Regions from separate parts of the Mus musculus genome. Here regions 1, 2, 4, 5, 6 and 7 are each linked to region 3. The links are chromatin contacts, called in public HiChIP or PLAC-seq maps. All regions are on one chromosome and are shown on one strand. Each heading gives the region's core, a stretch centred on a gene start, on an enhancer-like site or on the middle of the called end of the contact. The rest is flanking DNA. Distances are from core to core; before and after follow the strand shown.

The links. HiChIP or PLAC-seq counts read pairs in DNA pulled down with a chosen protein or histone mark.
Region 1: a contact with region 3 is called in an H3K4me3 HiChIP or PLAC-seq map of forebrain, with 6 times the contacts expected there. The contact joins the enhancer-like site here to the promoter of Tox3 in region 3. A contact is called at or near these places in 4 of 39 promoter capture datasets (embryonic stem cells, liver, second pharyngeal arch cranial neural crest and 1 more), 1 of 484 Hi-C or Micro-C datasets (cortical neurons) and 7 of 115 datasets of contacts at active chromatin or transcription factors (embryonic forebrain, embryonic hindbrain, embryonic midbrain and 4 more).
Region 2: an H3K27ac HiChIP or PLAC-seq map of SST interneurons shows a contact between it and region 3, with 3 times the contacts expected there. The contact joins the enhancer-like site here to the promoter of Tox3 in region 3. A contact is called at or near these places in 3 of 39 promoter capture datasets (cranial neural crest, embryonic stem cells and maxillary cranial neural crest) and 11 of 115 datasets of contacts at active chromatin or transcription factors (SST interneurons, astrocytes, embryonic basal ganglia and 8 more).
Region 4: a contact with region 3 is called in an H3K27ac HiChIP or PLAC-seq map of oligodendrocyte precursor cells, with 29 times the contacts expected there. The contact joins the enhancer-like site here to the promoter of Tox3 in region 3. A contact is called at or near these places in 1 of 39 promoter capture datasets (stem cell-derived epiblast-like cells) and 8 of 115 datasets of contacts at active chromatin or transcription factors (astrocytes, embryonic forebrain, embryonic hindbrain and 5 more).
Region 5: a contact with region 3 is called in an H3K4me3 HiChIP or PLAC-seq map of neural tube, with 5 times the contacts expected there. The contact joins the enhancer-like site here to the promoter of Tox3 in region 3. A contact is called at or near these places in 5 of 39 promoter capture datasets (cranial neural crest, frontonasal cranial neural crest, maxillary cranial neural crest and 2 more), 12 of 115 datasets of contacts at active chromatin or transcription factors (SST interneurons, craniofacial prominence, embryonic basal ganglia and 8 more) and 1 of 9 other capture datasets (adipose tissue).
Region 6: a contact with region 3 is called in an H3K4me3 HiChIP or PLAC-seq map of embryonic forebrain, with 6 times the contacts expected there. The contact joins the enhancer-like site here to the promoter of Tox3 in region 3. A contact is called at or near these places in 9 of 39 promoter capture datasets (the 3T3-L1 cell line, cranial neural crest, embryonic stem cells and 5 more), 6 of 484 Hi-C or Micro-C datasets (embryonic fibroblasts, embryonic stem cells, nephron progenitors and 2 more), 19 of 115 datasets of contacts at active chromatin or transcription factors (craniofacial prominence, embryonic basal ganglia, embryonic forebrain and 9 more) and 1 of 9 other capture datasets (embryonic stem cells).
Region 7: a contact with region 3 is called in an H3K4me3 HiChIP or PLAC-seq map of embryonic forebrain, with 4 times the contacts expected there. The contact joins the enhancer-like site here to the promoter of Tox3 in region 3. A contact is called at or near these places in 5 of 39 promoter capture datasets (cranial neural crest, embryonic stem cells, frontonasal cranial neural crest and 2 more), 1 of 484 Hi-C or Micro-C datasets (neural progenitor cells), 19 of 115 datasets of contacts at active chromatin or transcription factors (astrocytes, cardiomyocytes, craniofacial prominence and 13 more) and 1 of 9 other capture datasets (embryonic stem cells).

What each region holds. Positions count from the first base shown.
Region 1 is chr8:89,870,968-89,874,133 of GRCm38.p6, forward strand. No RefSeq gene overlaps it. Among named protein-coding and RNA genes, the nearest start is that of Gm24212, 210 kb to the left of the region's middle. Within about 2 kb of position 1,289, at least 14 of the 459 cell types and tissues checked have an H3K27ac peak or open chromatin away from gene starts, as enhancers often do. A contact at or near this core is called in cortical neurons and forebrain, where this site is marked.
Region 2 is chr8:89,974,290-89,977,323 of GRCm38.p6, forward strand. No RefSeq gene overlaps it. Among named protein-coding and RNA genes, the nearest start is that of Gm24212, 310 kb to the left of the region's middle. Within about 2 kb of position 1,477, at least 8 of the 459 cell types and tissues checked have an H3K27ac peak or open chromatin away from gene starts, as enhancers often do. A contact at or near this core is called in SST interneurons, where this site is marked.
Region 3 is chr8:90,346,634-90,349,742 of GRCm38.p6, forward strand. It overlaps Tox3 (TOX high mobility group box family member 3), which reads right to left and starts at 1,619. Exons shown (of 7, transcript NM_172913.3): 1 at 1,230-1,619. The coding sequence starts at 1,316.
Region 4 is chr8:89,903,645-89,906,864 of GRCm38.p6, forward strand. No RefSeq gene overlaps it. Among named protein-coding and RNA genes, the nearest start is that of Gm24212, 240 kb to the left of the region's middle. Within about 2 kb of position 1,642, at least 17 of the 459 cell types and tissues checked have an H3K27ac peak or open chromatin away from gene starts, as enhancers often do. A contact at or near this core is called in oligodendrocyte precursor cells, where this site is marked.
Region 5 is chr8:90,634,325-90,637,362 of GRCm38.p6, forward strand. No RefSeq gene overlaps it. Among named protein-coding and RNA genes, the nearest start is that of Gm39220, 100 kb to the left of the region's middle. Within about 2 kb of position 1,602, at least 17 of the 459 cell types and tissues checked have an H3K27ac peak or open chromatin away from gene starts, as enhancers often do. A contact at or near this core is called in craniofacial prominence, neural tube and second pharyngeal arch cranial neural crest, where this site is marked.
Region 6 is chr8:90,669,476-90,672,711 of GRCm38.p6, forward strand. No RefSeq gene overlaps it. Among named protein-coding and RNA genes, the nearest start is that of Gm35850, 70 kb to the right of the region's middle. Within about 2 kb of position 1,481, at least 48 of the 459 cell types and tissues checked have an H3K27ac peak or open chromatin away from gene starts, as enhancers often do. A contact at or near this core is called in craniofacial prominence, embryonic basal ganglia, embryonic forebrain and 6 more, where this site is marked.
Region 7 is chr8:90,068,212-90,071,500 of GRCm38.p6, forward strand. No RefSeq gene overlaps it. Among named protein-coding and RNA genes, the nearest start is that of Tox3, 280 kb to the right of the region's middle. Within about 2 kb of position 1,705, at least 23 of the 459 cell types and tissues checked have an H3K27ac peak or open chromatin away from gene starts, as enhancers often do. A contact at or near this core is called in embryonic basal ganglia, embryonic brain, embryonic forebrain and 2 more, where this site is marked.

The DNA.
Region 1 (3,166 bases), core at 39-2,538, 480 kb before region 3:
AGAACCCAGACCCAAGGGTGTACTATTTCATTTCACAGTGCAACTTTGAGTGGCTGGTAGAATAAGTGTGGAGGGTTATCCTAGAAGGATTCTGAGACTACCTTGTTGAAATTCAGCCAGAAAGAATGCTGTGCTATGCTTGATTGCTAATGTCTGTCATAAGCTCTGGGTTGATTAGGAATATATTGAACAAGCCACTCTTAATTAGAAGTACACATCACTATCCCTACACATACTAAAAGGACAAAGTGCTTAGGCATATCCAGTGTACAGGGAGGAAGTGACCCTCCCTTATAAGATATCTTTCTATGCATCCCATCCCACGCACACTGTATTGTCTGGTGTGTGTGTGTGTGTGTGTGTGTTTGCTTGCTGGCTGTTTACCACATATGTGCCTGGTGCAAGTGAAAACCAGGAAAAAAAAAGATATTGGATATCCTGGAACTAGAGTTACAAATGGTTGTTAGCTTTCATGTCTGTGTTAAGAATCAAACCTGGCTCCTCTTCAAGAGTAGCAAGTGATCTTAAAGTGATCTTAAGTACTGAGCTGTCTCTCCAGCTCTTTCCTATAGTTTAAAACTTCTCATGAAGAACTTTCTCACTTACTTAATTGATAAGTGGTAATGGTTAGGTAGTATCAGGTAGATATATGAATCTACTGGTCTTGGGCAATGATGGCTTTGCCACACAGAGTTGCATAAGACAAAACAGCCTGCCCACTTCTATCCCTAATCCCAAACATATGTGTCTAGTTTGCAAGTAGTGTTCAGAATCCATGGACAGCGAGTCAACGAGAAATCAACTGGGTGACTTGCACAAGTCACATCCCATGGAGCAAAGAGAAGTTCAAAGTCTAAGTCTTTGGGTCTCATTTGGGTCCCAGCAAGTCTCAGGAGTACATTGCCTGGGGCGTGGGGCTGTGCAGATCTTTGTCAGAGTCTTTTCTGCTGTCACATTCCTGGGGCTTGGCAGAGAAGTCATCTCAGCTTTGTAACTTCTGACACTTACTTCACATCTTGAAAACGCCCTCATGTTTGTCAGTGTACCATTAACCGAAGCAAGGAACTAGATCTGTCTGCTGAGCAGTGGCATTTGGAGCTAAATTAAAATGCTAACAGGCTTGTATGGTGCCAAGGACTGCATTCTGCAAAGAGCCAGAGACAGGGGCTGAAGCTTAGAGGCCATGCACACCAACACTTTGTGCTACCTGGCCTATGGGAGGCGCTGTAAGCTGCTCGCAGGCAGAAATTGAGACCACACTTCTATGCCTCCCACTCCCGTTCCCTCCTCCTTCTCATTCTTCAGCATGGCTTTTCTTGGAATGAGGCTATGTAAAGTCTGAAGAATCAGCCCCTGGCAATGACTGCTCACAGAAAATATCTTTTTTCCCCTTCTCCCCTCCAACAGTTTATATGACAGCATTACTTTGATATAGACAGTAAGATGCAATTACCCCCCCCCCAGGCTGAGCAAGGAGAGAACTCACCACCAAGAAGAACAATGAAGCAAAACTAAGACATTTGCCCTTAAAACAGAAGGGAGGATGCAGGGCTTGCTGTTCTTGTCACGATGGAGCCGAATGATTCAGTCTACAAATGTCAGGTGCACTGGGGCAATTCTAATCACCATGTTGATCCCTGGGTGTAGAACTTAAGAACAGCACTGTGGGTCAGTTCGAGAGGTCTTTTGGATAAATGGAATTAATAATGTCTTCAAGGATGACTGAAATCCCTAAAATTTGGAAGAGAGTTATGGCTGCATTAAGATCTTAAAATCAAAATGAGGAAGGCATGATGCTTAAAGAAGCCCAGACATCTTGGGAAGTCTTGACTGGTATGTTGAAAGAACAGGTATTAATTATCTACCGCTATTCCAAACACCTTTGAAAACAAGCAAACAAAGGAGTAAATACATCAAATTACACGTTGTGCCATTGTGCATTTATTGAGTCTCAGCCATGAGTATGCATTGATTATCCCGTTGCCATGGCAGAGAGAAATGGTTTCTGGGTTACGATGGCAGCTGCCATATGTTCAGCTTTAAGTCAACTGATTCCAACAGGAGCAGAGGAGGAAACAGGGATCTCTGCGAATGCTCCAGTTAGCTTTGAGCTGTCCTGTCTTGCACAGCAATTAGAAAAGCTGTGTCCTAATAAAGAAAAGCCTCCTCTGGTTGGGGATGGGGGCAGGATGTAACTGGAGTTGCTGGTAGTATTGTTTAGCTGAATTAAAAGCAACAGATACCTCTATGCTTGTGAATTCTGTTCATAACAGAATCAAGAAATGTTTGATTGTAAGATCTAAATCTTGAGTGTGTTCTTAAGTTTGATAGAGTCTGGACCACCTCAAGGAACGTCAGAGAGGATGAGTTGGGCACAATCTTGCCTAAGTTCTCTCTTTTCATGAAACATACTGGGCTGACATTTTTAAGGTCTGACTCAATGTGACAATGTGAAAAATACTGCCAGTTCAGACTCTAATGTCCTCACTGTAAGAACACTAACGAGGGTTTTGAATATCCAGGAGATTTCTTTTTGATGATTTTCCAGTATCTATGAGGAAGTTGGCAGTTTGCTTGCACAGGAACACACTGTTTTCTGGAATCCTACAATATGCTTTATGAAATCACTGCCACAATGTAAATGGTCCTTGAAAGATTCTGAGTCCTTCCAAAACTACCCATCTATGGAGAAAGGACTCTGGATACTGTACTATATCTCCAGTGGCTCTTTTGAATGATCCATATTTTCTTTCCTATGGAAACCTAAAGGAATGCCAGGGTTAGCAGACTCCATTGAGACAGTCTACACAGATGTGACATATTTATCATGGTGAAATGATCTCGCAGCTCCAGATTCTCTGGCTGAGTATTTTCTACACAGACATAATGACAGGGCTGCTTGCGGAGTCAGGGCCTAAAATCACTCACACCACCACTACACATTTGGGGCAAGAGCTGGAACAGACATTCCCAAAGCAATCCTCACAGGGTATTAATGGGCCAATAACACTTTTAGTCTCCTTTGGCATGCAGTAAAACTGTACTAAGGTATCACCATACACCCACTGGATTGGCTCCAACTTGAAAGCTTAGCAATAACAAGGGCAATTGAAGCTATGGGGCATCTGTAACCCCATTTTCAAAGTGACGATACCACTTTGTAAAA
Region 2 (3,034 bases), core at 227-2,726, 370 kb before region 3:
TTATGTAAAAAAAAATCTAGATAACAAATGGATTTTGAGATGATTGATGATAGATAGATAGACAGGTAGATAGACAGATAGATAGAAGATAGTAGATAGACAATTGTAGATAGATAGTAGACAGATGGTAGTAGATACATATAAAGTAGATAGGTGATAGATATAGATAGATAGATAGATAGATAGATAGATAGATAGATAGATAGATAGATAGATAGATAGATAGATGATAGGTAATACAACTTTCAGTGAGTATAAGTGATTCAAAGGCTCCTGTAAATTTGAAACTCAGACTTACCCCCACAGTTCCTGTTAGAAGTGGGCGTCACCTTTCATATTCCTCATGCTCCTGTCATCCACACTGCCTTGGACCCATTTGCCTCAGTGGGAGTTGCGGTAGGAGCTCCATGATCTTGATTAAATGCCCAGTTCCAGCTTGCTTACTTCCCAAATATTCATCCTTGGACAACATTTCTTCTCTCTGGGCTTCTACAAATGAGCTGGATTGATCAGCCCTCCCTTTGTGAGTCTCCCTGAAGAGCAGTGACCTCCTGTGGGAAGTGCTTTGCACCCAGAGAGCACACAATTCCCAAGAATCAGGTTTACAATTGTAGTGGTTCTTTTTCTTCTTGCTATCAATGGACAAGATCATATTAAAACACTAATATGGGTGCATGTTATATTCAGCTCTCTGCCTCCCCACTCAAAGGCCATTTATAAGATGTGCTCACAACATCAGCTTACCGCCACTACAGGGCTTTCCACTAGGCATGCAGCATTTATCTCACCTCAATGAATTCTTTCCCATCCTCTTTTAGGTTCTACTCCAGATTAGAGGAGAATTTAATATCCAGTAGCCATGGGTCCTAATAAATACATAGCTTTTCCTGGGACCAGATGACTAAACTTAACTCTAGAAAGGGAACATTGCCCATGTCAGAGTTATCGACCAGGAGACAACTATTTCAGACTGTTTCACAAAACAACAGCCTTGGCTCTGAAGCTATCTCAGCTTTGCTCCGTTTTCCCCAGAACTAGTGACAAACTTAATTAATGCAGCAATTGCTAAGGGAGAATTACCATCTCTTCTTAGGCAACAGATTCTTATTCTCAAGCCCCAAACCTTACCTATAGCAAGCACCCTTCAGTCAAGTCTTTCTATGCCTCGGAAAGGACATCTGTCCTTTTTAAATGAGAATTAACTTTTTCATTTTAGTTTTCCTCTTTGAAGCTTAAGGTAAAGAATGCAGCAGATATTGACAAATGAATCAGTCAGAACCGTTGCTTTGGGGCTATAGAAGGCTTTCAAAAACACCCTCAGAAATGCACAGATAAGTCTTTTGATGAAACACTCCCAATCTTAGAGACATTTTTAGCTGGCACAAATGTTTATCCTCAAGTGCTTTCCACGCTGTCAGCACAATCTGGGCATGTTTATGATGCAGTCCGCATGCAGCGTGAGTCCAAAATGTGGCCAGTTGTCAGAGAAGGCACCAGAAACTGTCTTGTCGGCATTACTCACGATGCTGGTAGCAAGATCAATAGCTGCAGTGCACCCAGGAAGCTGCAGAGCCCAGCAAGCAGTCATTTCTGACACCGAGAATCTAGGGAGAATGATGGGCTTCTTGGCAAAACCCAGAAGGCAGCCTCCTCAGGTTAACACAGAGGACACTGAAGCAGCGAACAGCCCTGGGGCCTGACACTACCACCTGGGAGCACTTCTTCCAAGGGAGGAGCTGTATGGAAACACAGCATTCAAAGGGAGGGAAAGCACCCTTTAGGGTTTGTGTGTGCTCGAATTTTAGTAAGGTGGTGTGATCTTGACAGAGCTTCAAGGCTCAGAAGGGGGTACACCAACCCCCTCCCTTTCCCTTTTGCCTCCCTTCTGAGACTATCCAGTCTTATGTAATCTTAAATCTCTCAAGAATCTCTTTCTATTTCAAGGCAGATGAGGTCTGCTGAAAAATAATAATAATCAATAATAATAATAATGGAGCCATGATACCTTTACTACACATGAACAGGTAGATGTGAGGTCACTGATGTGAGGAGAGTGTCAGTGGAATTGGACTATGTGTTAAATATCACAAATATGTCAACTAAAGGTTTATTAAACAACCCGCTTGAACATAGATACAACACAAGCATTAATCATCAAAGAAGTCATTTCTTAATTGTCTACTGTGTGCACAATAGAACAGCTTTTGTCCATGAGTCATCATTCATTCCACTGGGCCATGTATTAAACTCATTAACACCATGACCAAGGCAACTTGAGGAAGAGTTGATCCTGGCTTGCAGTTCCAGAGGATACAGCTTCATCATGGCACAAGAGCATTGCAAGAACTGACAACTGTGGTGGCAGAAACAGGAAGCTAAGAATGCATGTCTTCCACCACAAGCATCAAGCAGGGAGTGAGCAGGAAGTGGGGCTGATAACAAACGCCTGCCCCATGACATGCTTTCTCCAAAAAGGCATTACCTCACAAAGGTTCCCAAACAGTGCTGCCAAATGGGCACCAAACCTTCAAATACCGGAGCTTACAAGGGACATTTCTCATTTAAACCACCAATGGTCATGAAAAATGGGTAATACTTGTATCCCTTGTACTGGTGAGAATGCTGGTCATTAGTAATGGTTCTCAAAGCAGGGTTCCAAGGCCAGAAACCTTAAACATCACTTAGAAGCATGTAAAAAAAATAGATTCTTTGGTCCACTCCAGACCTACTGAGTCACTTGGCTGGTCCCTGGCCATCTTGCATTTTAACAACACTTCCAAGAAGTTTAATGTGTGCTCAAGTTTGAGAACATTGGCCCTGGGATAAAGTTTCATGGAAGTCTTGACGTACATCCAAATAACCTAGACACCATGAAAACCTACTGTACAGATCCCAGCCCTAGACGCTTTTACTTGGTTGATCTAGATGGATGAATTTTTTCTGTCTCAGGTAGCTGTAATCAGCAGCACCACCCACAAGAGACAGTAAGTATCCCAGGGTCCCTGCCAAAAATGAAAACTGTGGAGGCAAAAAG
Region 3 (3,109 bases), core at 369-2,868:
GACAGGGAAGTGAGGCAGTGAGACTGCAGTGGTCTTTGCAAACTTTAGCACTGGAGTTGGGAAAAGAGAATAAACAATGAAGAACAGACCTCCATCAGCCAGGGGCACAGTCAACTATCCCGGCGCTAGATACAATCCCTCCTCTTCCTGTTATTTATTCATTAGTTTTGTATTGCACCTTTCTTTTGGCTGCCTCTGTATTTCCTCCTCCGTTATCCAAGCAATCATAAACAAACTAGGATTTGAAAGAAAAGTCGGAGAGGAGGGAGGAGCAGGGGGAAGGGGAAACACACACACACACACACACACACACACAACACACACACACACAATCAAAAGGCGCAGGACTCTTTCTCTGAATATCGCCCTCAGGGTTATGTCGCAAAGCTCTGTGGTGGGAGCAGTAGGCAAGGTAGACAACCGGATCCGGGAAGCCCACTGACTGCGTCCAAGGTCCACCTATGACCACCTGAATCGCTTACTCCTGTAAGTTTGTGCGGCAAGAGGTGAGGAAGATGGGGTGACCCTGAGGCATGATGTGGAGCTGCAACTCTGATCTCCATGAAAGAAAAAAAACTTAACCCGCCCTCCTCCGCAAAATAAAATAAAATACGAAAGCCCACTGCCTTAACTCGGAAGAGGCGAGCATCTTGGTCTAGTAGACCAAAGCGCCCTAGAGCAGGGGAAGTAAGAGGCACCTGCTGGGATCCTGCAACTTCAGGCTTCCCAGATCCAGACCCCAGACCCAGCCACACTCTATAAAGTTTGTTCATCTTCTCCAAGCTCCCGGGGACCAGCTCCTGACTGGGTGGGTGAGGTGAGATGGGCTGCGAAGGTATGGAATCTCTGGCCCACGAGATCGGGGACCCCCTACGTAGCGTGTCCCCCCACCCCCATGCACACATAGTAGGGGTGTTGCAATCGAGTTTACTAATAACATCAACAAAGAATCACACGCCAGTCTCGGCTCAGTCCCGGGACTGCGCTTCACACAGCTTTTAGGGGGAGCGGGGGAGGGGACCAGGAGGGCAGAGGGAGCGCCAGCAGAGGGACAAAAAGGTGGGTAGAAAGGGCACGTAAAGAGAAGACGAAAAGAGTTGGTCGGAGACTAAGGCGCACCGAGAAGCCAGCGGGTGGGAAGGAAAGATCAGAAAGAAAGTGCAGCAGGCTAGGCGGGACGAGGGACGCGCCCGGGATGGAGAGGTGGCCCCCGCCCCCGGCCCGGTCACCTTGCTGTAGCCGTAGTACCCCAGGCACTGCGCGAAGTCCAGGCCGGCTGGGTCCCCGGCCGCCGCGGGGTAGAACCTCACATCCATGCCGGGGCCGGGGGCTGGGGGCCGGGGCTGGAACTCGCCGGGGCCGCTACCCGCCTCCTCGCGGCCGTACGATCCACCGTCGAGGACGCCCGGCCGGGGGCGCCCGGGGACAGCGCACGGGCCGTGGGACTGTAGGGGCGTCGCGCGGGGGCCGCCGACGAGCCCGGGAGCTGCGGCTGCAGCACACAAAGGCGCGGCCACGCGAGCCGCGGGAGAGCGGGAGGCGGCCCGAGGGACGCGCCCCACCGGGACACCGAAGCTGGCTGCGCGCGGGCCGGGCGCCCGGGGCGCGGGGCGCAGCGCGTGGGCCCGGGACGGCCGGCGAGCTCAGGTGCGCGGCGAAGCTGGGACGGCGGCGGCGGCAGCGGCGGCGGCTGGCCCCGCTCCTCCTCCCCGGGCGGACTGAGCCGAGGAGCCGCGGAGACAAGGGGCCCGGCCCCTCCCCTGCCGCTCCCCCTCCTGCCGCCGCCGGTCCCCTCCCCGCGCCGCTGCCGCTCCGCCCCTCCCACCGCGGGCAGCTGGCGCGCCGCCCGCCCCGCCGGTGCGCTCCGCCGCCGACCGCCTCCGGGCTCGCGCCCCGCCCCGCGCCCCGTGCAGCCCCGGCCACCGCGCGCTCCTCTCCCGGCCTCTCACCGTCCCACCCCTTCCCTCCCCGGTCCTCTTTGTCCCCGCGGCCTCACCGCTCTCCCCGCTCCCGGGCCTCCCTCGGCCTCCCCGCTGCTGCCAGCACCGTCCCTCCTCGAGTCCCACTCTTCTCCCGTGCGACCCTCGCTTCCCTTGGCCCCAGCATCCCAAAACCGTCCACTTCTCACCCAGCCCTCTCTTCTGCCCCTACCACCTCGTCCCAGTTCTTGCTGGTGGGGGACCTGTTTCCCAATCCCTCTACCCTACTTACTCTTCTACTTGGATATCCCCGGTATAGACTCAGCCCAGAAACTAACCTGTGCAGGTGGCTCCTGAGCCAGGAGCCGGAACCCCATGTACACCTGTGGTCTTTACCAGAGGGGTGTTAGGGCCTGACCTTTCACAAGTAAGCAGACTTGAAGCTTCCCAGGTTAAGCCTCAAGTCCGGTCTCTTTGTATTTTCTTTACTCTTGTTTGTTTTCGAAAGGCATTTGAGTAACTGGATCTAGGCGGATCACTCGCTGCTCTCCTAGAGAAAATGTCCCTCTTTTCCTAAAAGGTTCTGGGTGATTAACTTCCCCACGCTGCACCCACCCACCCTCTTATTTCTTTCTCTTTCTTTTAATCTACATTTCTCTCCCCCCACCCTCCGCCCCCATACCCCCACCATCACCACCACCCTTGGCTTTATTGCTCTGAGTTAATTTGAAAGTTTGGCCTTCAGCCTTGGCGCTAGAAAATGTTGGCTGAGCTGTGAGATCTCCCTTTCTCGGTTCAGTTATCTGCGAACTACTTTGAACTAGAAGGGAAAGATGTTAAACTATTTCAACTGACAGTCTCTAAAGGTGTGGGGCCTGGATCACTTCGCTGGTCTGGGACCTGAACTTTTCCAGACATGCACGGATTTCTAAGTGTTCTCCAGCTTGCAACACCTATGTGTACCTTCCTTCACTCAATACTATACTTCAGGAACCAAGCAAGAAAAATAAACTTCAATTAGGTGGAAATGTGTGTGTGTGTGTGTGTGTGTGTGTGTGTGTGTGTGTGTGTGTGTGTGTGTGTGTGTGTGTTCTTAGCAGAAACTTGTCAGGGGACTGCCTAAGAGAGCCCTGTGTATTCAGAGAAGGAACAACTCCCCACATTGTCACTGGGTTGACTCTTAATTCCCC
Region 4 (3,220 bases), core at 392-2,891, 440 kb before region 3:
TGCTTGGAAGGAGCTGCTGGAAGTGGGGGCTCCTAAAGCAGAGAGCTTATCAGCATCTCACTGAGTCACCTCTGTGTAGCAGGTAGGCCAAGATACCAGTCCACTCATCTTTTCAAGGTGACCTAGTGGACTTGAGAAAGACAAAGTCCCCAGCATAGTGCTCATACCATCCACCGGCCTGTCCACCCCCTCAACTCACAGGGTCTGCTTTTGTGGAGTAGAATGACCAGAAAACAAGAAGAGATACCATGGAGCCTATTCTGACTTCTGTCCCAGAAAATATGTTATTCTACATTATTTTAAGCTAAACCTGAAGAGATGTCAGAACATTACCTCACGTTCCCTAACTCTCAAAGGAACTTTAAATCTCTTACCCAATTTGTACCTCAAAACAATTCTGGAAGGGTAAAGCAGGTTTTATTACTCTTGCCTGGCAGGAAGAGCAAATGGAGAAATATTATCTTTGTCATTTTTAAATGAATGTACCTTTCTGTCTTTCTCTCTCTTAATCTCCTGCCCCTTCTCTCCACTTTCACAAGAAATAAAAAGTCAAAAGAGATGCTCATCTTTCCCCAGGATCATTTTTACTATGACATCTATGCCTGTGAGGGCTGACAGCAGGGGCATGATCACACACACAAAAGGAATTTCAGTGCCATTTGGGGACTTTCAGTCAAGATTCTACAAGTACCAGACAGCTAAAACAAGGGGGAAATTCTTTTAACAGTGATATAAACTGTTGTTCTGATCTGGCTTCCAAACTGCTCATTTATCAAGAGACCTGCATAATTACCAGGTGCCAACATATGTCACAGAGGGATGTTTTAAATCTACTCAATGACAATCCTCATTGTCACTTAAAGCTAACACGGTCTAACAGAGAGGGTGATGCTCTGTGTTTAAAGGTGACATCTGCCACATTTGGGTATCAGAAAGAAGACCTGGAAACATCAAGTTCAGACTGAAAGAAACTGGGGAGCACCAAGGATGCTTGCCCTGCTTATTTAAATTAAAAGCTAATTGGGCCAGAGCTACAGGCAACTCCATGATTACAAAACAGAACACAATGTATTTCTCTTTCTCCTAGTTTGGATTCTCAATAAAGGCAGACATGTACTATTGGCTGAATTATATCAAATTATTAAATAAGTAAAATGAACAGATACATACAGATGTCATCCATTATTGTTAATGAATTTTGGTCTCAAAGTTCATGTCCGCTGTACCATAACCTGTTGCCAAACATAGAACACGGTATTATTCACAAGTTGGAGCATGCATACAAATTTCAACCTGCCACCTGGATTTAATACTCACCTTTGGTCTTGGGCACTTAGCACATCCAAGCATGTGCTAGCACTTCATTAGCTCCACCAAGGCAGCTATTTTTGTTTTGACTTTATGAGTAAATAAATAAGCACATTCAATAAAACTTAGCTCTGTCTACTCTAGAAAATGACAATCCATAGCTTTGCTGAAGATATCTTCTTCAGTCCACTGGTGTGTAATATAACCTGATTCAGCTGCCTCCAATGTTGGTGGAAAAGAGGTATTTAAGCAATTAGCAGTCTACAATGGACACTAAAGAAGGAGGAAGTGGCCAAGAGTGAGATCCACATTTTCTCCTCCTGAGTAGCACCACTGTAGTCCTTTGTATCTTTAAATGCTACAAAATGAGCCTACACTTTAACCCCCAGAGCAGAGCATAAGTGCACGTTGGATTCCTAATGTGGAATTCACTAAGTTATGCAAGTGATCCTGCCTTTCCTTTAACTAGATAGCAAAGGACTCAATATAACAACAACAACAACAACAACAACAACAACAACAACAACAACCTCAGGACCAATAAATGTCTCTAAAATGTGTGCCCCCCCACACACAACACCACCTTGCTTCTCTTTTCTAAAAATCAAAGCTGAATGCTGTGGCTTCTCATGCATCTTCCAGATTTATTCATGAGTCACAGCTGAATGCTCTCTGTGTTGTATTTATGTGAGCAAACACACGAGAGAAAAAAGAAAAAGAATGGGTTCCATTATCGAGATAGATGTGTGTTTGTCAGCTTGTGAGACAGTCTCCATCCTGGACAGTCTAAATATTCAGCTACTCTTTTAAAAAACATCAGTCAGGCATTGTAAGACACAGAGCCACAGTGTAGGCAATGACCTTTAGATGTGTCCCTGCTCCTATTAAACACACACTATAAAACAGAAACAAGCTTGGGCTGGAAATCTCTGTAATACCGGCTTAGAAACCATGTATTTCAGGCACAATCTGCCTAGTGTACCCACAATAATGTTATTAACAATAGCAAGAGATTGAAATGTTATGAAAGAATTTTAACAAGTATCCATTTACTGCACACTCCCTGTCACCCCTCACACACACACACACACACACACACACACACACACACACACACAGAGAGAGAGAGAGAGAGAGAGAGAGAGAGAGAGAGAGAGAGAGAGAGAGATCTGCAGACATCTTATTCTTTTCCCAAGAAAGGGCCTCATGCACACTTAAAATATTTATAGCATTTTTGATTAAGTTTCTAAGAGCTTCTCAGGTATACAGCATCTATAAGAAGGCAGAGTGGTTGCGGGAACTGCAGACTACAACAAGCCTTGTGATCTTTCACATGACTCAGCCACAGCAATTAATTTATTCTTCCCCTTCTCTGAAGGACTTAGAAGACAAAAAAGCGTTATTTTAGGCATGCATTTTCCCTGGGATTTTTCCTTATGCATAGGCCACATTGTACTGCTGTTCTGGCCAAGCTTCACACCCACCTCTACTCCTATCGACACTGACTGACACTGAAGGCTATAAAACCTGCGGGAGGAGATTAGTCATGAAGTTCTATGAGAGAAGAATCTTACGATAACAGGATGGAGCTGTTAAAAGTGATACAGCTTATGCCCATCATGTGTTCACTATCGTTCCCCTTAAGAAGCTCACTCACTCTAGGGATTCCCTCTCCTCAACCACAGAAACCATGACACCGCCTCCCTGCTTGCTACCCGAACATTTTACAACACATGCATTGGAGAGGATGCATTCATCCTCTAGGGCTAAATCTATCATGCAGTCAGATGTGAAAGCCCACAAAATAATGGCCTTGTTTCGTTAGAAATCAGTCTCCTATCTCCACTATGACAAATTAGTACACATTTATGGCAAACCCATGCACTCAGATCTAGTCTCTGGTAGCTCTGGA
Region 5 (3,038 bases), core at 352-2,851, 290 kb after region 3:
TAGCCAACAGTGGCTAATGATGCAGCGTCGAACCTAATTTTCAAATAAAAGGAAATCTTAGATTTTATCCTGCTTTGTTTTGGGTGGGGGTGGGAGGAGATGGCCCATGTAGCCCAGGCTAGTCATCACTATCTAGTTAAGTGCTAGGATTACAGGCTTGTGTCACTGTACCTGACTTAGGTGGTGCTGGGTATGAAACCCAGGGCTTTGTGTACACTAGGCAAATACTCTACCAACTAAGCTAAACCCTTAGCAGCAGTCAACCACAAATTTTAGAAGCTAGAATGCCTTGATATTTGACATTTGATTCCAATGTGCTTGAAGCAGCTATCTGCCTTGACCCAGGTGGTTATACCTCACTCTGATAGAGAGGAGTCCTTCTGTCTTCTGTTCATTAAGCGCCAGCTAGCCCCAGCCTTGAAGTACAGCTGGTGTCACTGACTTAACAAGAACGCAAAAGGAAGGCAGACAAGAGAGAATCAGAAAGTCACCAAATTCAAAAACAAAATTATGGGGCCAACATGATGGTCATCAACATGATCTGATGCCACCAAGCTTGACAGCCTGACTTTCATCCCCAGGAGTCACAGGGTAGAAGGAGAAAACCAACTCCAACACGTCCACATGCATACCATGACACATGCATACATGCACACACATATGCATGTGCATATGCATACACATGTACAAGCACATGCTACATGTGCACATACACACATATTCACTCATGAATGCACATACAAATAAATACAATTTTAAATTATTAATAAAGTAATTAAATTACAGGCCAGTGAAATGGTTCTGTGAGCAAAGGCTCTTGCTGTACAAGCCTGGCAACCTGGAACTCATGGGGGAGAAGGAGAAAACTGGCTGCCACAAGTTGTCTTCTGATCTCCGTAAATACAGACAAAAATAATAAATATAAAAATAAAATTATAAGGAAGAACAACTAAGTCAAATCTCTCTCTGAAATGTGCAGAGGAAGAGGCAAGCATGTGCTTTTAAAATGAGCAAGATGGCTTAGCAGTTAAGAGCACTGGCTGCTCTTCCAGAGGACCAGGGTTCAGTTCCCAGCACCTATCTAGCCATTCATACTGTCTGTAAATTCACTTCCAGGGGATCTCTTCTCTTCTGATCGCTGCTGGTTGGTCTTGCACTCAGATAGTGTATAGACATATGTGCAGAAAAATAAAACACCTATACATATAAAAATAAATAAAATTTTTAAGTAAGAATGGCAGGCTCTGTTGGTAGGATACTACTTGCTTACCTAGTATGTAGGAAGCAGCCCTGGGTTGATTATTCCCAAAGACCACACAAACGTGATGCAGGGATGCATGCCTGTAATCCCAGGAGTGTCAGAAGGTCAAGGTCATCCTTAGCTGTATATATTTGAAGTTGAGATTAGCCTGGGCTATATGAGACCCAATCTAAAGAAAAAGTGAGGGGAGGAAGGGAAGGAGTGAAGGAGAGAGGAGTGGAGGGCAGGAAAGGGGGAGAGGGAGAGGGAGAGAGAGAGGGAGAGAGAGAGAGAGGCAGCATACTGTTGTGACCCAGAGTAAATTGCAGCGGGGGAGGGGGACTGCAACATAGGCAGCATATGGTATTCCTTGCACACAGGATAATTAAGCAGTGCCTTGGAAAGGGCATGTGCACCCCTCTTCTATGGCCTGACGGCTGGTTTCTATCAGTTTCTATTCATTACTGTCAGGAAGAACAAAACAGGCCGTGATTAATGGAGTCCAGTGCAATGAATTGCAGCCAAGGATGATTCTTCCAAATGAAGAAAACATGAGGTTAAGCAAGAAAAAAAAATACCATCATTTACTAAGGCTGGGGGTTCTATTTATATTTTATATGAATGTATAGTATTATTGTTGTTGTTACTAGCAATGTAATGAGATTTAGATGTTGGCTGATGCTAATGTTACTCTGTGTGCCACGTGTGCCTTAGCTCGCTGCATCCTCATAAAATTCAATAAAGTGGATATTGATGTCTTCCCTAATTGACAGGTAAGGCAATGAGCTTCAAGAGGCTAAGTGACTCCCCCAGTTGCTGGGTGTTAGAACCAGAGTGATATCGAGGGCAGTAATAGATGCTCTGTTTATCTCCTAGATTGTCATTAGTGTTAAACACGATGCTATCTTAGGAAGAAGCCAAAATTTAACATGCTTATCTGGGTAAGAACCTGTGATATGTTATCTAATTCTCCTGGTGCGGTGACTCAAAATCTATCTCAGATTACAGGTTAAGGCTAACAAAGCCAGAGCGGCATAAGTGGCCACGAGGCTGGAAGGCACTGCAGGAGCAACCATAGAAGGACTAGAATTTGGATCCATGGATGAAGACCTCCAAAGTCTTGTACCTTTGAGGTTAAGGGCTGTGGTGAAGTGGCAGCTCAATGAACATGTGTCGAGCTCATAGATAATAAATAATTAAGTAGTTCCAGCTAGATATGTAAATAAATATCCATTTATCCAGTGACTATAAAAATAGCTAAGCCAAGCTGCCTGGTTGAAATACCTAGTCTATCTTAATGCAGTTGCCTAGCAATCTAAATATATGTCTAAAACACATTTTTTTTGTCAGATACACGATGTCTATTTAGACGCATGAATCATCGTGGATAGTACTTTAATTACAGTATGACAATAAAAAGAACCTCGGGTGGGGTAGAGCAAGACTGGGGGCAAGCTTTACATAATCGTATAATTACTGGCAACATGGAAGCATTTCTCCCTTTCTAGAGCAAACGTGGCACAGAATGTTCCATGATGAATGTGATTTCCCCTCCCCCTAAAAAATGTGCCGAAATGGCCAAGTACATCTTAGAAAAATAGAACTAATCAAATTTTCTCAAATCCTAAAATTCTGTCTTTTACATAGTAAAATGCATCAAAAATTCCCAAGTAGAGGAATCTTGCCTAGCAATTTTTCCAAATCCACTGTCCCATTGAAGCATTCTCTTGAAGCATCGAAAGGGATTATCCGCCAAGAAATCCACACGGGAATGAGTGCATCACAACTGAAATGAACT
Region 6 (3,236 bases), core at 231-2,730, 320 kb after region 3:
CTTAAAGCTTGGGGTGGGAAGCGGCAGACGGCAAAAGACTGATGGTTGACTCTTTTGTTTGGTTTTTATTGTGCGTGACTAAATGTATTAGATGTGTTGGATCACAGAGAATGTGTGTCCGTGAAGCCCAGAGCTGTTGAATCTGTATGCATTTTGCCTACTAATATTGCTTGCCCTTTCCAAATACAAAAGGCCTCCACACTGGCTTGGTATCTGAGTCACTTTAATAACACTACAGTCGGAACGTGCTCTGGGAGTCTTTGGTAGGAAACCGGAGATCCTTTCTAAAACCTTTCCATGGGATTGGTTTTCCATGATTTTTTTTTCTTTTCCAAAACTATGCAGGAGAAGCAGAAGACAGGGTCCAGGAAAGGAGTTGATGGACAGAATGGTTTTGGGAATCACTCTTCATGACCCACCACAAACTGTAAGCAAAGGCACATACAATTATATTTATACACACACACACACACACACACACACACACACACACACACACACACATATATTACCTTGAGTAACAACACCCTGAGAACTGGATGAGGGGATTTATTTTTTCAGTTGTCCTCTATGATGCTATGATGGCTGCTGGAACGTGGATGACTCAAGGAACAGGCCGTTCTGCACAAATATGGCTTGCTTTTTTTTGTTTTGTTTTGTTTTTTGTTTTTGTTTGTTTTATCTTGTTTGTGTTGATGTTGCTGTTTGCAGATAGATAGGGCTGCTTCCAGATACCAGGGGGAGAAATAGAGCACAGACAGGGTTACATCAGCCTTACTGTTCTTCCTTCATAAAAAGAAAACTGAAATTTATTTCGTTGTAGAAGTATAACAAATGTCTTTCTTCAAATCTCCTTTTTTTTTTTCAACGCAGATTTTCAATTGAGGAAGATTATTATTTGGGGCGGGGGCGGGGGCTACCTTTGGCAACATCTTTGCTCCAGGTTTGGAAAAAAAGAAAAAGAAAACGGGGGTGGGGGTGGGGGGAATCCCTCAGCAAGAGGATTACTGCCGAGCTTTATTGCCCTGTCACAACGCCAGGTACTCTGAGTTCAAAACAAAAGGTAATGTGATTGGAGGGAGGGGCTGGCTGCTCCACACCCTCTCTCTGCTGTAATGCAGAATGTTGAAGAAGTCTGTTTCTTTGTGCCTTGGTTTCCCCGACTGCAGAAGGAGGGCTTTGAGCTAGATTACCCTTAAGGCCCCCAAAGCTCAAAGAAACCTGAAGCTCAGATCTGACCGTGTGCCTGCCCGCCTGCATTCCAAGCAAACACGCTTGCTCCTCCGAACGGCTGTTTCCCCCATACTCCTAATTGACGATATTTTATACCTGAACTTACAATTTCATCACTTTACCTACCCCATACCATTTAAGGTCTCTCCTTTTTGCTTTGAAGTTCAAAGAAAGAGAAGACTTTGTATAATGAGGATGGCCCCTTTGAAATGCTCCCTGCGCAGCTGCAGGCTGGCAGATTCCGCACTGAACGAGGAAGCCATTGTGATGCAGATGGACTTCGAAGTGCCTCTGCAGCAAGAGCATTTCCACGGGCCTTTACTGTATTTCTTCTATTATTCATAGAACACAATGTAAATGAAGCCATAAATTTTACCCCCCACACTAGATGTAGAAAGAAGATAATGGAAATTGTGAATTATGAATGAATCTCTGTTATTGTAATTCCTTAAGGATTCTGACGGAGATGATTAAATTCATGCAAAGACACAGACTGGAAACTTTCCCGCCTGCGTCCTCACTAATGCTTCTTGGAACCTCACAAGGAAGGGACAGACTAGAGAAGGTCTTAGTTGCCCATTTACCTGCCAAATGATCTCACAGATGATCTACCTAAGCTTGGATGGATTAAATAGTCTCTCTTCCTATCAGAAGGGAAGAATGGGGCTAGATCAGTGTCTCTCAAGTATCCAAGCCTGTCACTTGGGAGCCCAGGAAGAAAACCTACCCTGAGTCCTACAAATTTATTTTTTTTTTTTCAGGAAACTGGAGAAAGAAGAAGCCACAGGAAGGGGGAGGGGAGATGTCTTTCTCAAGAAGATGAACTCCATGTTTAATGAGTTCAATGATACAGACTGTTTTGGTTTTTTTTTTTTTCTTCTAAATTTGTTTTGATAACAAGAATTCTGGTCAATGGCTCTCTCGACCATGGTACACCGTCCTTCTAAATAATGACAGCAGACTGGTTTGGATAACGACACAAAGTGATTAGCAGCACTTCACTGGAGTGAGACCAAGCCTCTGGAAAATCTCAGCCTCAATCCACTTTCATCCTGTACCAGGCTTTCTGAAGGTTAGAGCCCCCCCCCCAAAAAAAAAGGAGATAGGAGATGATATTTAACAGTTCAAGCATCGTTCGGAAAGAGTTCTCTTCTGCAAAACCCCAAAATAGACTTTTGACATTTTTATACAAGGAATATGCATGAAGAGATGAAGCTGTGGGCACAAGCAGACTTCGGTTCGGAAGCGACTTCTACTCTCAGACATAAAAATCATTTAAAATGTAGGTGTGATTACACAAGGTAGGAGTGAAAGATGTTAACATTCGCCGCAACCTAGCAGATGCAGGGTGACCTGGGAGCATCCAGTCTGTACCTCAACATCCTTCTCTGTGAAACATCTGGACCAGCTGGTCTTCAAGGCAGCTGAGATTTAGTCTTTACCCGTGTTCTTGTGTTCCCATGGATGAAATTTGGACAGTGAGGTGACGTAGGGGCTAAGACACCATCCTGGGTTAAAGACTTGGGAAGTTCCCACAGAGAGGTAATGCAGGCTTTCTACAAAGAGTTGGGTCAGGAAACATAGTCAAGGCCACTGAGCTGCTGGCCAAAGGGATAGCCTTTGCTATTTGTCAAAGGTATGGCCTAAAGATGCTACCTCTCCAGATCCTAGAAGCTGAACCATGAACTACCACCTGGACAAGTCATCCCACTGAAAATAAAAAAGCCATTCCTAGGGAAGGGGTGGCTTGGCCAATGTGTTTAGCAGACATATTAAGCATGTTGCTTAAGATCCTTCACACAAAACGCCTGAACCTTCTGACCCTGAAACCCTGGAAATTTACTTCCTCTTTTAGAAAAGTATAGGGAGAAAAAAAAACAAAAAACAAAATTAAGCAGGAGGCAGCAATAATTTTCCTTAAAGGATGACCCAAACATGAAGTCAAGGCTTCAGAACTTTCCCGTCTTTATGTGTGTTTTGAGAATGAGAATTCTGGTATTTTT
Region 7 (3,289 bases), core at 455-2,954, 280 kb before region 3:
ACTAACCATATCAAACCTCTGAGTTAGGGCAGCAGGCCCTTTGCCACAGCTAGTACAGCTTTGCTGACAGTCATCTCTACTTTAAGCAAGAATTCTACCTCTATCTCAAGCTCTAAACCAGCTATGTCCATAAACATGGACCACACTCACTTCTCAGATTCTCAGTTCCATTTTATCAACGTTCATATTCTCAAAGTGTCGCCAAGGTATTTAGGTTTCCACCCAATGCTCGGCTCTAATTGCTGTATTTATTATACAAGGAGACACCGTTCTCTTCTATTCATTCACCACTTGATATGTAATATTCTTGGTGAACCAAGGCTGACCACAGCTGAGCCCATGCAACAAAGACAGAGTTTGAAAAGGACCAATGGTCAATGATGTAACGAGAATGTTGAGAACTTCCTACTCTTGATCACAGTAGTCAAAACAGACTTGTCCATGGCTTCCTAATTAAAAAAAAAGGCAAGGGAGAATGCCACTGTCTGGCTTTTGTTTTGTTTCATAAGATCTTATGCAAAGCCTTCAGTCTTTCCTGAGCACTATGCAAATCCCCAAACTCTGTAAGTCAGTTAGTGGACTTTAAGTAATTTTCACTGCTCTTGTGCATTCTGAGCTGTCCGTAAGAGCTAACCTTCACTTTAGGAAAAAAAAGTATCTTAAAGAAAAAGGTCTTTCACAAAACACCATTCCATTTCTGACCAACTTCTGATTAATTTACTTTCAAAAAGTGGTGGGCGGGTATAGGTTAACAGTGGTCCACATTGGCGCTTTTTTTTTTTTTTTACACATGTGGCAATCAATGAAAGGGAAAGAATATAAAATGTGTTTAATCATTTATTTTGTAAATTCCACTGTGTGTGTGTGTCAGTGTTTAGCGTGCAAATACCTTGGTTTGTTGTGAAAATGTGACATATTTGGCTCAAATTCAGAGCCCAACTAGCAAATGGATAGTGATTTCCATGTGTTTTGATGTATTTCTTTTCTTTAAATGCAAATACATTCCTATGTGCCTGTATATATGGAAATATGTGCATGCATGCACACACACACACTTATGATAGTTAATCATGAGACATTTCATTCTTGAACCTCCTTTTTTTTTCCACCTTAAACCAGGTTTACTTAACATCTTCAGTTTAAACATTGGTTTTACCAGGAGAACACAGAGAGGCAGAGAGTTAAAAAAACAGTTGCATCGTTCCCACAGTGGCCTTTAAAGCTCTTATCTAGAGCTGACCCCATTGGCTGAAACCGGCTTCTCTTGTGCATTGTACTAGATTCGGTGTGTCACCTGTCTCTTGTTTGTCTGTAGATTAGCACAGAAATGTCATTGCTTACTAAGTGAATAGGGCACAGCCTCAGCACCTGCCACTTTTAAAACTCTTTAGAGGATCCCCTTGTTTATTTTGTCGGCACCCCCCGGGGGGGGGGCACCGCCATAGCTGCATTGAGATAAACAATACTGGGGATGATTAAGGAGGCTTTTCACATGAAAATTCACTTCGGAAAAATGTTGTGCAGATGTACTGAAGAACACTGTATCACTAAGAACCACTCAAAATACTTTGGTGGACCAAAACACCTTTATATTTCTTCTGGCAACCTGCCAAGTTCACTGCTGGCTTGAAAAGAATTCTATAGCTGGAGGCTGGAGCAGAAACTGCAATGATTTAAACGAGAATTGGCTACAGTAGGAACGATAATGCCCTATATCGTTAAAATGCAACTGGCATCTTAGCCTCCCTGCAGCTCTTTGAAAATGTGCTTACTCTCTGACTATTTACAAGGGGAAAAAAATGCCGAGACAATTGAAATAACAGGAAATAAAAATTATTGTAAAGGGCCAAAGAGTATTTGTCAAATGATTTATCAGGAGTGCTTATAAAATAATAGCATGTTCTCAACTACTAAATGATTAAGAAATCCTTGAAGAAATTCTGCTCATTAGGAAACTCACCCAGAACACACAAAAACCATTTTCATGATGCCCTACATTAATTAATGGGGACTGTAAACACGAAAAAACGTTCACTTAACATGACTGGTTTCCCTTAGTGTTTAACAGAAACAAAGACAGGGAATTACTTATGTTTTTCTGGGTGATTTGGGCGGAACGATGATTTGGTCTGGCAAGCTAAGGAGAAATCAAAGAATCCAAGAGCTAAACAAAAGAGAATCTCCTGAATGTTTGCACAAAATAGCCACACCTACAGACCTAGACATATACAACAGTCCCTTATTCCTTTCTTATGTGGAAATGACTAAAATTCTTCTTTCAGTGCAGATGAGTATCTCCCCATTTAAATTTGCTCTTATGAGATGTCAATGGGGACGTCAAGAACAATTTGCTACAAAGCTCAGCATGGGAACCGTGGAGAGGAAGGACTCGATTTTGCTCACCAACCCCTTATCACATGCCAAAATTTAAATAAATCATGCTGGTATCCGACCTTAAAGGCTTGATGCAAGTAGTGGAGAAATAACAGCTGCCTACATCTGTAATATTGGCTTAGGTTTTAAAAAAATGGAAAAAAAAAAGAGGGTCATGTAAGGGAACTAAGAACAGTTGGGGCACCATGGAGACACTTTCTTAAAACTGTCCAATCACACACAATCTGGGGAGTAGGGACTTTAATGTGTATAACCCAAACCCAAACCCAACATTTCCATTTTCAGAAGCCACACCATCGTCATCATTAGATCATTTTAAAACAAAACAAACAAACAAACAAACAAAAACCAAACCAAACAAAACAAAACAAAACAAAAGGTCTCCATTGCACCTGGCACTATTTAGAGACTTCTTCTTTCCACATTGCTTGTGAAACATGAACTTGGGATGGTCTCTACGAAGGCCCCACAATTTCTATAATTAAAAATGGCTATTAGCACATATTAATAATGCATATGTATACGTTTCATTGTGGCGTTTTTATCCACGTAGATAATATATCTCTATCACACTCACACTCTGGCTAGCTCTTGTCCCCCTCCTCCCTTTGGTAATTCCTTTCTTCTTAAGCAGCCCTCCTTCTATTTTGGTGACTTCGGGGGTGTTCATTAGGGCTTATAGAAGTCTTGGTGAGAGTTTGTTCGCAAGAGTCTGGACACCTTACAAGTGGCTATGGCACTGAAGAAAATATTTGTGCCTCTCCCATCAACAACTAACTGTACGTAAGTCCTCAGGGAAGGGTGAGGTCCCATTAGCCCCTCCTCTTTCTGATAGGGTGTTCATGGGTTTGACCTTGTACAGCTTCTTACAGCAGCTGCGAGCTTAAAAGTACAA